Regions from separate parts of the Zea mays genome. Here region 1 is linked to region 2. A link is a contact called in public Hi-C data. All regions are on one chromosome and are shown on one strand. The core of a region is the stretch at or near the end of the contact, and the rest is flanking DNA. Distances in the headings are between cores, read along the strand shown.

What was found. Hi-C and Micro-C count contacts between places; a contact is called where the count stands out from the background.
Region 1: a contact with region 2 is called in a Hi-C map of ear, with 2.1 times the contacts expected there. The contact joins the promoter of LOC100278673 here to the enhancer-like site in region 2. A contact is called at or near these places in 2 of 25 Hi-C or Micro-C datasets (ear and leaf).

What each region holds. Positions count from the first base shown.
Region 1 is chr7:36,510,737-36,513,677 of Zm-B73-REFERENCE-NAM-5.0, reverse strand. It overlaps LOC100278673, which reads right to left and starts at 1,360. Exons shown (of 3, transcript NM_001151872.1): 1 at 1,211-1,360.
Region 2 is chr7:36,173,450-36,176,434 of Zm-B73-REFERENCE-NAM-5.0, reverse strand. No RefSeq gene overlaps it. Among protein-coding and RNA genes, the nearest start is that of LOC109941008, 59 kb to the right of the region's middle. Within about 2 kb of position 1,469, at least 14 of the 20 cell types and tissues checked have an H3K27ac peak or open chromatin away from gene starts, as enhancers often do. A contact at or near this core is called in ear and leaf, where this site is marked.

The DNA of each region.
Region 1 (2,941 bases), core at 111-2,610, 340 kb before region 2:
ATTCAGAAGTTGAATGCTAGTGCAGATCATCATATTGTATCAATGCATCTGATAATACATGCTCATTCACAAAGATAATTCACTCATATGGATGCTTTAAGTCACAAAAAATAACTGATGTTTCCCAGTTATAAGATAGTGGCTGAAAGAGAGAAAAAAAACATATGCTAATTAGCAAAGACCCATCCCCAACCATCATCACCACCAAATCATGGTTCATATGTTTACTGCGTCACCTTTAGTCTGTGGCTTTAAAGCCATCATGTACTTAATCAATTATGCCACTATACACAATTAGTGTTTTCACTATGATCCATGTCTTCGCAGTGCTCTCCAACTTCTTTTCACATCCTAGTAGTTTACCTCGCCATAATCGTGCCTGACAGTGTTGCAACAAGACCTGCCATGTCCATCAAACTGACCTTGTAACATTCCTAAGCACAATCACACATGATACCTCTTCTGCCTATGTAATGACTACATCACACCAGCAAGCAAGGGTCTTAAGTGAAGCCTTCTGACAGCTAGCACTGACATCTGCATTAACTTTAAAGATCACAGGATAATCTAAGATGTTGCTTAAAATTCAAGATCCAAGTTGCAAGTGACACTAAATCAACAACACCGGACAAATCAGGAATATCATCTCCGACAAGGCAACTAGCTGAATTTCTTGCACAAAAAAGACTCTAGGATGTGCTAGCACTCCTACCTAACCATTCGAAGACATGGGCATGCCATGATATCCTCCTGCGACGGGCTTATCCTTGTCCTGAGTTTCACTTGCTAAGACTCTTACGATACCAGTCATGCTATCTGCCCTGCTTGAGCAAATTAGGTTGCAAAACCTATCCAAATGAAGTTGAGTGGCGTCACAGAGGTAGCATGGACAGTGAAGTCCCACATTCAACCGAGTTTTTTCAGACGATGTTCTCATGGCTGGGGACAAAGGGGCAAAAGTCGTCTCAAAAGAAAAGGGAACACCATGAGCCCAGAGAAAATTCAGCAAACAGCTGGTGTACGACAAGACCATCTCAGAACGTTGTGGTAGCTAGCCCCAAGCCCCTCGTCGTCCAGGGATACGATTCCCACCTGCGCCGTGCGGGGAACCCGAGAACAGATCAGGAAGCGCGCCGCTGCCACGGCGAGCACCACGCAATGATTGAGAGAACAAGGTCCAGATGGGCGTGGGTCAGAGCAAGGTCGGTACCTGAGGTGAAACCAACGCTGGTGGATTGTCCGGCGAGGCCGGGTCGATCGATTCCACCAACGCCGGCGGCGCGGGGGGCTTGAGTCGGGGGCAATTTGGCAATGAGAGAGCTTTCCTTTTCGTTTCCCCACTCCGTGTGCACTAAATTAATTATATATTTTTATTTGTTCGGTGCGGCGTTGGAGAGACAACCGTTTACCTACAACATGAATAAAATGATTGATGGACATGGATGGATGGCACATGGCAGCGGGGATTCGGGTGTCACGTTGGGCCCCACGCATAGGGACGTGATTCGGACATGGTGCCACGCACAAGGGGCATCGCGGACAACGGGTCCATATCAGGGATTACAATTTCTTTTTCAATTTTCGAAAACTGTTTTATTCACCAAAATTTGATTTTTTTATGTTTTCAAATTCTAAACCGAAATTCAGTAGAAACCGATCCAGTTTTCGTTTCTCGGTGAGTACGGGTAAATTTTACCGGTTATCGATACTTACCGACCGATATTGTCTACGATGGTCCATATGCAGCAAGACAGTTCAGCTTGTTATGTTTCATTGCTGAGCCGAACTAGCTCGACTCGTTATACTAACAAATTAAATAGTGGGATCGTCTTAGTTTGTTAGATAGCTCGAGCCAGTTTAATAGGCTTACGAGTTACACCAACTCAACACGGAGATTCGTATACATAAATATATACAACAGAAAACATGTTCATAATTTAAGTGTTTAACACTCCGGATCTAAAAACTATTGTAACATTATTGTCATTTTATCATCCTAGGTTATAACTTTCAATATTAAATCAAACAATCAAATGTGCGTTAGAGTTATAGATTTACAGACCCTTATTATAACAAAATAGCAACAAGCATCATTATAGTGCAATCCATCATCCATTGCACAAACATGTAATATTTCATTGCACAACACTAATGATGTATGATGTTAACAACTATAAGTTCACAAAACCACAACCAATAATCAAATATTAAATATGCAATGCAAGTATGTAGCCATGCAACAGTGCAATAATGCAAAATTTAATTACATGGCACATCCACACATATTCATATTATAGATCATAACTACGAGAGGGGCAAGATTATGAGAGACGAGGCCACACCGACGATTAGACAAACTTGTGTTGTGGCTTGGTTCACCTAACTCATGAGCTAGCTCACGAGCAAGCCTGAGATGGCTTATTAGAGAACCAAGCTAGAATATTGTCGGCTCACTACAAAATTAAGACGGGCCGAGTCGAAACGAGCCAATAACGATCCTAGTCGAGCGAGTTATCGAGCCATAAATATTTCATTCAGCCCCACATGTGCTTCACTCGTGTTACATCAGTAGGCTAAAATATAGGGTAACTAGAGCAACAGGCTATAAGTAGATTGAATGCTGAGATAGAGGAGTAAAAATAGGAGAGGAATGATAAATATGCTTTAAATTTATAGTCAACTTAGACATAAGAATCCAAAAACTTTATGTGATAGACAAGTAAATCATACGTTAATAATGAAGCGCTAACTACTATATAAATAGATCAAAAATTGGCTATATAAAGATCTTTACAAATAGCAATTGACTATATATTACAAAGCGACTCTAACCATTAATTTGAGATTTGCTAAATTAATTTCTTTTCAGACGATAAACAACATCCATCTAATGAGCAACTTAAGACCGAACACATTTTCCCTTTGTACTAGTTCGTCTTCC
Region 2 (2,985 bases), core at 220-2,719:
TAAATAAGTATCAAAGTTAGAACATCGAAGTGCCCAAAGAGCTCAATGCACTTAGATTTGGAGTTTGGGTTACTCTTGTGTTTGAAAATGTTCTAAGTGACCATTGGAAAGTGTTGTAGCTCAAGAAATGGCTAAATCAACCAAGTTATGTGACTTGGAGTCTAACATCGACCTCAAACATGCCAAAAGGAGCAATATGATGAAAAAAGTTAAGTATGAGAGGTTTGAGCATTTGTATGTTGCATGTACCTTTTATAATATCTATAGAACTTTGGTTTACGCTTTAACTCAGTTTCTAGCGAAAAGTGCGTTTTGGTGCCAGTTTGAGCTGAAACAGGAAAACTAAAGAGAAAATGTGTCACATATGGATTTAAGGGCAAATTCAGGCACGAATCAAATGTGTGTAGGATCAAGTCTCACACATATGATGACTCATGGTATAGAAACGATTGTCACATCATTACTACATAGTAGGAGTTCTGTACAAAATAGCTAAATGATTACATCATATGAAGACAAAGATCCAGCAACCATAGTTGACTGGGAGACGACAACCTAGACCTCTCACGAACTCATAGCGACATCCTTCTTGTTCCTCATCTTGGTGGTACCTGTCCTTGACCTAGGGAGGGTGTCAGTACAGCAAGGGTGAGCTCACATACGTTCATCGCTCAATAAGTTGTGGGGAAAATGTGCATGAGTTCACTTACGGTGGGGCTCATGTGAAGTGTAAGGCTTATCAACGAGAATGGTTAAAGCTGAGGATTGTTTTTAATAAGTTGGTCAAAATTTTATTAGCAATTACTGTAACACCCAAAATCCTATTTTGATTTTTAAAGCTTTTCCTAGAGGTTTAGGATAAAAAATGTCTTCTAATAATGACTTCTTTCCTTTATAAATTATATCCCTCCGAATAATAATGTTAATACTTTGGTATTCAAAACCTTGATCGAAAACCTAAAACTAAAGGTTGGGACAATAAATAAAAGAAAGCCTTTCAATCATGTATTATTCCCCTTCTGAACTATACGCACTCTCTAAAAATATTTAAATTAAAACAACTCAGTAAAGATTATAAAATTACCTCCTAAAATATGTGAGTAATGAATACCCTTTTTTTAGTTAGCTTTCAATCTGATCACATATAAAAATAATAAATAAATAATATCTCCAGTAAAGAAAACCATGTGGGTTTTGCATAATTGAAGCATAAATGAGTAAAGTAAAGAATATAAACACGTTGCATTCATGCTGAAGATTTTCTAATTGCGCATTTAAATTTAAACTTTGCAATTCAAACTTAGTTTGGAAATCTGAAAACAAAAAAAGGAAAAATACACATACCTCCGCATGAGCCTGATCAAGCTCATCCAGCCCACTTCACCCAGCAAGCGTAGGTCATACGATGTGCTTCTATTATTTTATTGTTTTTGGCTGGAGTCTGCGTCACGTGGACATCAGCAATGATGTCAGTTGTATCTCAGTGACATATGGGACCTCCTCGTCGCGTCTCTCCTCCAGTTTATTGTGGACACCGATACAGACGCATGGGATCCGATCGCCTTGGCGTTTTCAATCAACACTGTGAGCTGTTACGATACAAGCGCGAGCTTGTTGCTAATCGATGGATAATACCCCGATTGGATAGCCACAGGTACCCGCCCATGGGTATAAATACCGGACCTGCTCCTAGCTTTCGTCAAAGCTGGGAGACCTCTGATAGTTGAGACCTATGGTCTCACCATTACTGAGCAATCGAAGTCTGCTGCCAAGGAGAACGACCGTGTTGGCAAGATCACTCGTCGGAGGGACACTGCCTCCGTGATGCCGCGTCGCGATGGTATCCGGCCTCGCCTTCGCCCACATCATTGGCAAGACATCCATAGCTATGTCATAGTATACGTCTCTTTTAACTCTTGTCAGCATTAGAAACCGATCACACCATCGTTGGGGTGGCAAGAGAAGATCGCGATATTTGAAAATATGGAGCGTCCTATTGAGATCCTAGGGCTACTGCTAGATACCGATTCAATGTTATGAGCTATCTAATCTAGTCACTAGACTCCAGATCAGACGACCCTAGTGATATCGTACCCCTTCGGTTATGCTGAAGTCGCAAAAGAGACCTTCAGGTTTTAGGATTTGAACTCTCCATCCGCTGCAGTTCTAAGGTTATTAAAATTAGGTCCTAAAATTTATAACTTATCCCATACACATATTTTAAAATTAATCCACAGTTCAAAGTTTACCGAATTACATAAAATAAATCCAAAATAATGGTTTCTAGGATAGAAGTAATTCTTGAATCTTAGAAAATTCATAATTATAGGTTTTAACTCTGTTTTAGTCCGTTCCATTTGTGTTGCCTTTGTAATAAAATTTTCTACACAGTATCGAACCATACTTTGATATATCACATACTGTTATAATCAGATATTTGTTTACCCTTTGAGTAGTAGATTTATTTTACTAATCAGGGTTAGCATGTCTATAATTATAAATTTGAATATAATATGATTTGTAAACAAGTTATAATCCATATTAAAGTTAAATTAATTATTTACAGTATATTTTCTTATATGATGTAGATTAACCAATTTATAATATAGTTTAATATTTAATCACGTAGATCTTCGGAAAATCATATCTTTCTAATTGTAACTCCGATGTTAATGATTCTTGAACCTACGATCTCGTAGAGACACATAGGGTATTCTTATGTTATTTGTTCATATGCTTTGGTATAATGTTACCATACCCATTATTTGCTTGATTGTATGTATTGCTACACATAGAAGTGAGGTCACGAGAAATCTGAAGACTAATTTGGTGAAGTACCTGGGAATCTCGAGTCTAAGGCAAGTTGTGCCCTTGGTCACTTTTATTTACCCAATAATGTTCTCTATAATCATTTTACCATGCATAGGCTTAATTTTGATGGGACCCAATAGGTCACCCTAGTCTGGTTACCTTTACACCATGTTT